Regions from separate parts of the Pan troglodytes genome. Here region 2 is linked to region 1. The links are chromatin contacts, called in public HiChIP or PLAC-seq maps. All regions are on one chromosome and are shown on one strand. Each heading gives the region's core, a stretch centred on a gene start, on an enhancer-like site or on the middle of the called end of the contact. The rest is flanking DNA. Distances are from core to core; before and after follow the strand shown. Region 1 holds the start of LOC101059273. Region 2 holds the start of IER5L (immediate early response 5 like).

Region 1 (4,816 bases), core at 787-3,286:
GGTAGAGATGACCAGAGTAGGGAGCAGAGAATCCCCAGTGCCTAGCACAGCGACTGGCACTGAAGCATTTGTTGGATGAATGAATGAGTGATTGCCTGACCTCAGGCCCAGGGAGGAAGGCCTGGTGTGCAGGGCAGCTCCTGGGAGGCTTCAGGGATGGGGAGAGGACGGAGGGGGACTGGGAGAGCCACAGGAAGGCAGCCTCATCTGATGACTGACTTGGGAGGGAAACAGAATGTGGGCTGTGTTTCTGGGGAAACACCCCCCTGATGCCCGGGCACCCAGGAACTTCCAGGTACCCCCGGATCACCCCAGTGAGGACACTGCACAATTCCCCAGGAGGCATCACAGTGGGGCCGTTAAACCCAGGGACTTGGGATTCAGACACTTCTGGGCTCCAGTCCACCCCTCATTGGCTGGACCAGTTGCCTCAGTTTCCCTGTGTGCACGGGGGACGGCCAGGACCACGTGCTGCACAGGTTTGCTGGGAAGGCCATATGAGAGGTGCCGGCTCAGCACATCCTGTCTGCCATTGTTACAAACAACAGCACGGGAGAGTCGGGGAGCAGAGTCGGCCAAACGCAAGACCCTGGGCTCTGGCTTCCCTGTGCTACTGACCTATGGGGTGGCTTTGGACAAGGCCCAGCCTTTCTCCAGGCCTTAGTTTCCCCATTTGTACAGTCAGGCCCTGCTAACTTGGACAGACTTTGGCCCTTCTCCAAGCCCCACAGAGACATCAGAGACATGTGCACACACGGCCCTGGGATTGCCGACAGACACACAGGCACACATAGGCACGTACACACAGGCATAAAGACACAGGCACAGACTCACACTCGGCCCCTCCCCACTCACACTCGCTCACACTCATGCTCACACTCACACCAACCCCCCTCCCCCAAATCTGCTGCGCACCAACGGTTGGTGCGAGCGGGGTTGGGAACGGGAGGAAAAAAGCCCACGACTCAGCCCGGGAAGAGGGGTGCGGTGGGGGAAGGGCGGGCGAGGGAAATGACAGCCCGCGGTCCCCCTCGAGTCCCGGCTCATGAATATTAATACCGCGGTAATTAAAATGCAGGGACGCAGCAGGATGGATGCGGCTGCCTCCGGAGCGCGGGGGAGCGCGGAGTCTTTGCAGGCGGGTGAAGCCCGCTCCTCGCCGGCGAAAAGCGGGGCCGGGCTCCCGGGCCTGGGTCCGGGGCGGGCGGGAGTGGGGACATTTTTCGTGGTCCCGAGCGTCCCGTCCCGGCGTCCCCGCCCCCGCCCCCGCCCCGCGGCCGCCTCTCCACCCCCTGCCCCGGGCCGCCCGCCAGGCCGCCGTTTCCCGGAGCCGGCCCCCTCCCGCCCTCGCGGCCGGCTGATGTCATCTGCACACAACTTTCCGCTTCCCGGCCCGTCTCGGGGCCCTGAGTCATCGCCGCCCCCGGCCCCGACGCTGGCCTGCGGCATCTGTTTGTGCAGAGCGAGGCCCCGCCGGCCGGGCTTGACGTCAGGCTGGCAGGGCCTGGAACGGCCCTGCGTCGCGGCCCCCTGGGGGCAAGACGACACCGCTGGGGGCCGAGGGCAGGGCACGCCTTCGGAATCCGGCTTCGAAGCCGGCCGCCTGACCTGGGGCAAGTGCTTTCAACTCTCTGAACTTCGGTTTCCTCATCTGCCAGTTGGCAGACGCTCAGCAAATCTTCCTAGACTCACGGGGCGAATTGTACAGTTGGGTAAATCGAGGCCCAGAGATGGCAAAAGGACCGTCCAAGGTCGTACAGCCACCCGGAATTACAATTCCTTTCTGCCGGGTCACACGCTGTCATCCACGTGTTACCTAAGAGAGCTTCCAGCCTGTGCTAAGAAAACTGCCCCACATCATCTGCAGTAGGACGGGGGAGTTGGAGCCCTGGTCAGGCCACTCTGCTACTGACCACAGTTTTCTCATCTCTAAAAAGGCGCAGTAACAATATAATTACCGTATGCAGTCCCCCAGGATACAGGGTCAAAGGAGAGCACAACCATCTCAGTTGGAAGCCCATGGGGCAGGTGAGTCACTGTTGTCACTACTGGGGTCAATTTTTTTTTTTTTTTCTTTTTGAGACGGAGTCTCGCTCTTTCCCCAGGCTGGAGTGCAGTGGCGCGATCTCGGCTCACTGCAAGCTCCGCCTACCGGGTTCACGCCATTCTCCTGCCTCAGCCTCCCGAGTAGCTGGGACTACAGGCACCCGCAGCCACACCCGGCTAATTATTTGTATTTTCAGTAGGGACGGGGTTTCACCGTGTTAGCCAGAATGGTCTCATCTCCTGACCTCATGATCCACCCGCCTCGGCCTCCCAAAGTGCTGGGATTACAGGCGTGAGCCACCGCGCCTGGCTACTGGGGTCACTATTGAAGTTGGCTAATGTCACTGTTGAAGTCAAGTGAGAGGGCCCTCTTGGAGCCAGACCACCTAGGTTCAAATTCTGGCTCCTGCTTCCGGCTCCTTTCCTCTGTCCCCCTTCTCCCCTCGGTGCCCTCCAACCAGTGGGCCTGGGAAAATGTGTTCATGCTGGAAATGCCTGCCCAGCCCTTGCCCAGTCACACAGAGCAAGTGCCCCAGAAATGTCCTGAACCTCAGTTTACTGAGGGGAAACTAAGAACCTTCTGGCTACAGCTCTTGGGCTGAGCAGGGATTAGGCTCGCGTCTGCGATCCCAGGCCCTGCGGCCTCCCAGAGGCTTGGTTGAGAGCTCTGGCTCTCACTCCCCCACCTCCACCCAGCACCTGCCCCGGTCCAGGCTCACCCCCTACCCCTCCACCTGGTCAGTGGTGGCTCGGCCTCCTCTCAGCCCCTCCACCCCTCCTGGCTGTACACACCCTCAAGCTAATGGAACTCAAACTGGTGGAGGAAGGCCTGCCCTGTCCCTCCCAGCCCCTGCCTCTCCCTCCCTACTCCCAGCCTCACTGGACCACTTTCAAGTCCTCCAGTGCTCCAGGCTCCATCTTCATGCCTCCAGGCCTTTGCACGTGCTGGTCCCTCTCCCATTTTCCTGGTTAACTCCTCCACCTCCATCCGAGTTAGGATCTTCCCCTGGAGAGTGTCCCAGTTAGCACCACCCCACAACACACACACACACCGACATACACTCCCCACATCACAGGGACCACATCCCACACAGGCACAGACACACTGCATGACACAGATCACAGGCACAAAGGTGCATGCCCTAGCGTGCATGCGTGCACACATACACACTCCCACTCCATATGCCAATACACTTATCCCCCCACTCCCACATCACACAGACGGTTCCACACACTCCTCACACGCTCTGGCCACACAGTAAACACACACAGACCATAGAGCTCATGTCTAGGCTGCCCTGGTGCCCTCCTCTGGGCTCGTGCCCCCAGCCTCAGCATTTACCCCCCATTGAGGGCAGGGACCCATCCAGCTCCGTTTTCCTCCATTTCAGCTCAGGGCCCTGCACCAAGTCTCTCCCAGTTATTGCTTGGACCCGGACTCTTCCCACAGTCACCACTGTCACAGTCCCACCTCCTTCAAGGTCTCAAACACCCCTCCCCTGTTTCTGGCAGGAGCCGTCCTCACTCCCTCTGTTGCCTCTCCAGACCCAGACTTCACCCTCAGGTCACCCTCACCTGGACTTTGGGGTGCCCCACACCCCGCCCCAGGCCCTGGCCTCTGGAATATTTGGAAACTTGAACTGGGCCAGAGGCTTAAGCTCACATCTGTCTGGAGCCTCAACTTTCTCCTCTGTAAAATGGGCTAACACTGAAAGAACCTTGCAGAATCTCAGCAACGTCACAGTGGACATTGTTAGCACAGCCAGCGGGCTCCTGCTGGGCTGAGTTTGTGGGTAATCCAAGCCTCGGCAGGTACAGTTCCTCCCTCAGGTGAGTGTTCCACCCCCAAGTGAGCATCCTGCTGCCCTTCCTGCAAATCAGGCCCCTGGGACACTTAGTGCTGAGCCTTGGGGGTGGGGTATTTGATCGGGGTTCCTGACAAGTGGCTGGGTTGTCTGTTCCCTCTCTTCAGAGGGAGCCTCCATGGGTGGCCTGGGCTCACATCGGCTCCTCCAGTCCAGCAGAGCACCCCCCTGGCTGCCCAGCTTGTTGAGAGAACTTGCTGAGCAGGACAGTGAGCCCTTCCTGGTGGGGAACCGGAATCAGGAGAAGACAGAGGGGAGGTGGCAGGCCCCAGGATGGAGGGAGGGCAGCTGAGCTGCCTGCCCTCATCCTCCCTGCCCTTCAGGTATTAGGGCCCTTCCCATGGCCCAGTAGGAACCCAGCGGCTCACCTGAGCCCGGACTAAGGATGGGGCATTTTACCCCATATGCAGAGATGAGAAACAGAGGCCCAAGGAGGGAAGGGACTGAACACAGGGTGGAACAGCCCTGGGCTGCGCCTGTGTTTCCATCCGCCTTCCTCCTGCCTGTGCTCGAGTCACGTGCTGGTGTGCAGGGAACAGGAAGACAGCCGCTGCCCTCACAGGCTCAGGGTCTAGCAGAGTCCACAGTGACCACAGGCGAATAAACAAAGGCAGTGAGACAGAGGTGGGCAAGGAGAGGTGCTGGGATGGGGAGCAAGGGGGTACCCATGCTCATGGGTATGAACACATGGACCCATATAACCATATGTATGTCCCAGAGTTTCTTCCAGAACTTTTTTTTTTTTTTCAAGACAGAGTCTTGTTCTGTAGCCCAAGCTGGAGTGCAGTGGCACGATCTCGGCTCATCGCAACCTCCACCTCCTCGGTTCAAGCGATTCTCCTGCCTAAGCCTCCCGAGTAGCTGGGATTACAGGCGCCCTCCACCATGCCCGGCTAATTTTTGTA
Region 2 (5,372 bases), core at 806-3,305, 310 kb before region 1:
GAAGAAAAGAAAAAAAAAGTTGAAGTGTTTTCATTTCTGCCTTCTCATTTTGAGAACTTTGGAGTCCGCCCCCAGAGAGGAAATGTGACCCAAACGTCCCTTTCGGAGATAGAGTTTGCCTTTGTTTTTGCTCAGAATTTCACAAGACCCATTCCTCACCCCACAGAGGGACTCGGGAGAGCGTTCAACGTCGGGCTTCCCGGGTCTGACAACTGATTGGAATCGGCTTCCCAGGTCCGGCGCCCTCCTGCGCTGCGCCCCCGGCGCGCCCCGGCGGCCAGGGCGCCCTGCCTCGCCCCCGGCTGCCCGGCACCTCCTCCGGGCAGCAGCCCTCCCTCACGTGGTAGGCTCCTCGCTAAACACCACTGCAATCACTACAATAAAAAGAAAAAAGGAGTAGGAGAAACACAAAGCATACTTAAATAGGCGCTTTTTCTCTCTGCAAAAATAAAGTCCAAGATTTTAGATTTTTTTTTTTATTTTACAATTTATAAAACATCAGCCGCCTGCCCCCGCTCGCCCCCAGCTCAGCCCCGAGTGGCCCGGCGCCCGCTCGTTCCCTCCTCTCGCCCCTTTGCCGAGTCTTTGTCTGGCCCCAGCCCCGCGGGGCCCCGGGTCCCTGTGCCCTCGGGGGTCCCTAGAAGGCGACAATGGCTCGAGTCCAGGCGCCGAGGCTGGCGAGCGCCTGCTTGGCGCACAGCTGCCCGTTGAGCGGCGGCGGCTGCTCCGAGGAGTCCGGCTGTCGGCTCACCAGCCCCGAGAAGCCGGAGCCAAAGATGGAGATCAAGTTTGAGATGTTGGACGCGTCCGGGGACGAGTCCGGGCAGAAGTCCTCGAAGCGGGCGCGCTTGCAGGGGGCGAACGGGGCGCCCCCGGGGGGCTCGGCCCCCAGCTCGCCCGCGTCCTCCTCGTCGTCTTCCTCCTCCTCCTGGCCAGGGTAATACTTGCGCTTGCAGCCGGCGGCGGACGCCAGGCCCGGTCCCGGAGCGCCCTGGCCACAGCAGGGGCAGTGGGCGGAGGCGCAGCAGTCCTGGTGCAAGTAGCCGTTCTCCACCGTGGTCACCACGTGAGTGTCTAGGTCCAGCACGGTGGTCTGGCTGCTGCAGTGCAAGCCGAAGTCCGAGGGGGTAGGGTATGCGCCCCGGTAGAAGCCGGGGGAGGAGGCGGGGGCCGGGGAGGCGGGCGGAGAAGCGGCGGCGGCCGGAGGGGCGGCCCCTGGGGGCGCGGAGGGCGCGGAGCAGGCGGCCGGGGCGCGAGGGTCCCGCGGGCAGAGCGCAGCGGGCGCGGGCGGCGGCAGCGGCAGCGGCGCAGGACCCGGCTGCAGAGGCTCCAAGGGCTGCCCGCGGTGGGGCGCGCCGTGCGGCGGCTGGAGCGCGGCGCACCCGGGCAGCTCCGAGAGCGCCCCCGCGCCGCCCGCGGGCGCTCCGGCCGCCGCCGCCGCCGCGCAGCCCCTGGGCGCCGGGTGCTGGTGCTGGTGCAGCTGCTGCTGGAGGTGCAGCTGGTGGAGCTGGTGCAGCTGGTGCCGGGCGGCCGGCTCGCGCGCCTCCGCGTCCCCGCCGCCGCCAAGTTGGAGCGGGCCGAAGTCGGCCGCGCTGGCCGGCATGCCCGGCGCCGCGTACGCTAGGTGCTGGTGCTGGTGGTGGGGCGGCTGCTGCTGTTGCTGCTGCTGCTGGCGCCGGTAGAGCTCGGCGTAGCGCTCGCTCAGGTAGAGCTGGCGCGCGTTGCGGAGCACGTAGGACACCAGGAGGTTCTTGTGCAGCTTGATGCCGCCGCGCTGGGTTCGGGAGCTGTGGATCTTGCGCAGGGAGATGCTGATCAGGCTCTGGGCGTCCAGGGCGCACTCCATGCTCCCGCGGAGACGGCGGCGGAGCAGCCGCCGCTGCTGCTGCTGTTAACGCTTCTGCTGTTTCTGCCTCCAGCCGGCCGCCGGGGCGCGCCGGGCAGGGGTAACGGAGTCCGGGTCAGAGGTTCGGCTGCGCTCCGAAAGGAGCCGCCACCATGCGCCGCGCGCCACCCGCGGGCTCGCGCTCCCCAGACGGCGCCAAAGCAATGAGTCTCGGCCGGCCCCGGCCCCAGCTATTTAGCCGGGTGCCCCGGCCCCGCCCCACATGAGAAGAGCCAATAGGAGCTCTGAGAGTCTCCTGAGTGACAGGCGCAGCCCGCCCCGGGGCTACTCGGCTGGCCAATCAGACCAAGGCGGTTCCTTTGTGCTATTCAAATACCGAACGGACCCCCGGCCTCCAACGCCGCTGCTGCCTCGAATGTTCTCCTGGGGCTGCCGCGCCGCGCGGGACTCGGAGCCTCCGGGGCCGCAGTCTGCAGCATAGGTCGCCTGGCAGCGGCCACGTTGAAGCCCGCGGCTGCCCTCGCCTTAGGTCCCGGGAGCCGGGGGTCGGCTCACCTGAGTGCTGCGGCGACGGCTCCTCCCCTTGCCGCACGGCTGGGCCTCACCTGCGGCAGGTGCGCGCCGCTCATCGCTTCCCCGGCCGCGCGGCGCCTCCACCTGCGCACCTGTCGCCCCCCCGAGTGACCCGCGGGAGTCAAGGCCTCTCTACAGGAGGCTGGTGGAGCCGCCGGCTTGACACTGGGGAACATCAAAGGAGCGAGGTTTTGGGGGTACCCTCTACCGCAGAGAATGTAGGGCCTGACTCCTTGACTTTTTGGTCGCGGGGCCTCTGGGAATGCTTGCGGAAGGGAAGTCCTCCCCATTTGTCTGACAGGAAAAACCAAAACATCGTGAATTTTGACCTTCTCTGATGGAGAGAGTTCCGAGGCCAGGCATGACCCAGGGAGTGTGTGGACCTCGCGACCAGCTGAGGCTCAAAGGCGTCCTGAGAGCCGAAACGCTGAGTGCCCTAATCACCAGCTCTGTAACCTTTCCTTTCGTGCCTAACTAATAATAATGACAATAGGGACTATTATTATGGGCCTAATATGGGGCAGGCCCTTCCCAGCAACTCCCCAATGCCTCACTCTAACGTTTGTAGAGGAGGGGCCTGAGGCTCGGAGGAGTGGAGTGACTTGGGGAACCACACAGTTCCCAGGGGGCGGAGCTAGGAGCTGGGACAGGACCCTGCGCTCCAGACGGGAGGTGAATACCAAAGGCCCGGGGACTCACCGACTTAACTTCTGTTGACACAGCTTTCCTTCTTATCCTGAACCCTTCAGGTCCCAGCTGGGGACTGAGACAGTGGGAGAAGAGAGGGACAGGATTGCTGATTCCTGGGGGCGCTCTATCTGGACCAAGAGGCCTGAAGGGGGCTGGTTGCTGCTCCCAGGGGTTTCAAAGGTGCCTGGGGTGGGGGCTGCCCAGACAGCTCTGGAGGCTCTTGGAAATGGTCTGGAGGTTGGCCTGAGGAGGGTCCATGAGTGGATCCCTGAAGGATGAACGAGGTCTGCAGAGTCTCCCAGAGATAGGTGGACCTTGTGGGGCTGGACTCAGGGGAGGCCCATGACCAGACGTCCTGCTGCTTCACCGCCTCCTCAGGGGATCTTCTGAGTCTCTGCTTTTTGGGGCTTCCTTCTGAGTTCTCAGCACCTACTTCATCCCTTGGCGGGAGTGGAGAGACCCACTAGCCCACCCTGTGGTCTCTGGGTCTTTCTTTAGTCTTAAGAATTTCCAAGATTTCTGCAAAAGTTTCTTAGCATCTACTCCATGCCAGGCGTTGAGAGTGAAGACAGAGTTAGCGGGTGTTTACTTCATTTTTCCGATGAGGAAACTCGGACACTGACAGCGTGAGACTTGCCCAAGATCACATGGCCCCAGGGCTGGTGCTGTGTCCTTTCCCTTGGCCCCCTCGAACAGTCTCAAACGGTTTGGGCCCCTGTGACCAACAGCACCTCTCCAGGCCTCCTCCCAGAGAAGCCAGGATTGAAATTTCAGGGGACTTCAGATAAAGGATGTCCTACCTACATTTTATTGGTGATACAGACCTACAGGCTGTGGAACTTGCTCAGGTGATAACACGTAGAAGTAAAAATACACTGCCCTTCACTTCCCTGGTGCCTGTCTTAAAGGCACACAAAGACTTTATTTATGGCCGGGCGCGGTGGCTCACGCCTGTAATCCCAGCACTTTGGGAGGCCGAGGCGGACAGATCACGAGGTCAGGAGATCAAGACCTTCCTGGCTAACACAGTGAAACCCTGTCTCTACTAAAAATTACAAAAAATTAGCTGGGCGTGGTGGCGGGTGCTTGTAGTCCCAGCTATTTGGGAGGCTGGGACAGGAGAATGGTGTGAACCCGGGAGGCGGAGCTTGCAGTGAGCCCAGATGGCGCCACTGCACTCCAACCTGGGCAACAGAGCGAGACTCCGTCTCAAAAAAAAAAAAAAAAAAAGACTTTATTTATTTATGTTTGAAGTTCACCTTTGAGACATCACTAGCATGCAGAGGGATCTGGGAGCTCTTACCGGCTTTACAGCTGTGAGGACTCCGTATGCAACAGTGAAGTCTGGGATCCACAGTGTCTGGCACACTGCAAGCCCACAGCTCCAGAAAATATTATCAGCACTGATTTTGGGTCTTCTTTCTGTCATGGCCCAGTGTTTATTGGGGGAAACTAAGAGTTTACGCACCTTGCTTGAGGTCACATACCAGCAAGGGGTGGAGTCAGGATCTGAGCCCAAACCCATCTGTTTCCAGGGTGGGAGTTCACCAGAGGTTCCTCCAAATCAGCTTCCGCTGTCAGTGGAGCCAAGGCCAGTTATCAGGGCCCAGCTCTTGGTGAATATGATCTTGGTTTGATCGACCCCCACCACTTTACTGCCAAGTACTGTGGGACCAGGGCCCATAAGGAAGCAAATGTCAGTCTCAGCCTCAGCCCCTCATTCAGAGCTGTACCCCAGAACATGAATCTGGGGGCCCAGATGGGGAAACAGGGCAGGGATGGAGGTGGATTTCCACCTACAGGTTGGGGGCAGAAGGACCAGGCCCCTCACATGGGCAGCTCCTCGTGGCACCTCCTAGTCCCCCACAAGGTGAGTTTGGGGATCTTTGAAGTTCCTTTCATTCACTGGGGCCAGCTGAGAAGTGGTCAGCCTCTTCTGGGTGGCCCCATCCTCTGGGTCTGTTGGGGGCCCACACTCTGTCTCTCCTCTTTCTCAAGAACTGAGAAGTGGGCTAATGGGGAGGGCTCAGCAGTTGTGCAGCTTCATAAAAACCCTTGGTCTTTTTTGAGGTGGACTGGGAAGGGGAGGCACCACAGCTGTTGTCAGGAAAACCTTGCTGAAGGAGGCAATGGAACAGCTGAACTATTTGGTGCCCGGGGGAGCGGTGTGGCTTGGGGGGCACATAGTAGGAATTCACAAACGTTTATAGAATGGGTGGTTTGCATGCCAGGCTTCTGCTGGGATGCATAAAGGTTCAGGGCA

What was found. HiChIP or PLAC-seq counts read pairs in DNA pulled down with a chosen protein or histone mark.
Region 2: an H3K4me3 HiChIP or PLAC-seq map of stem cell-derived excitatory neurons shows a contact between it and region 1, with 13 times the contacts expected there. The contact joins the promoter of IER5L here to the promoter of LOC101059273 in region 1. A contact is called at or near these places in 4 of 7 Hi-C or Micro-C datasets (blood, induced pluripotent stem cells and stem cell-derived neural progenitor cells) and 1 of 1 datasets of contacts at active chromatin or transcription factors (stem cell-derived excitatory neurons).

Annotation. Positions count from the first base shown.
Region 1 is chr11:8,964,334-8,969,149 of NHGRI_mPanTro3-v2.0_pri, reverse strand. LOC101059273 reads left to right here and starts at 2,036. Exons shown (of 4, transcript XM_054658453.1): 1 at 2,036-4,816. The coding sequence starts at 3,229. The coding sequence ends at 3,831.
Region 2 is chr11:9,277,950-9,283,321 of NHGRI_mPanTro3-v2.0_pri, reverse strand. IER5L (immediate early response 5 like) reads right to left here and starts at 2,055. Exons shown (of 1, transcript XM_016946388.3): 1 at 1-2,055. The coding sequence starts at 1,846. The coding sequence ends at 638.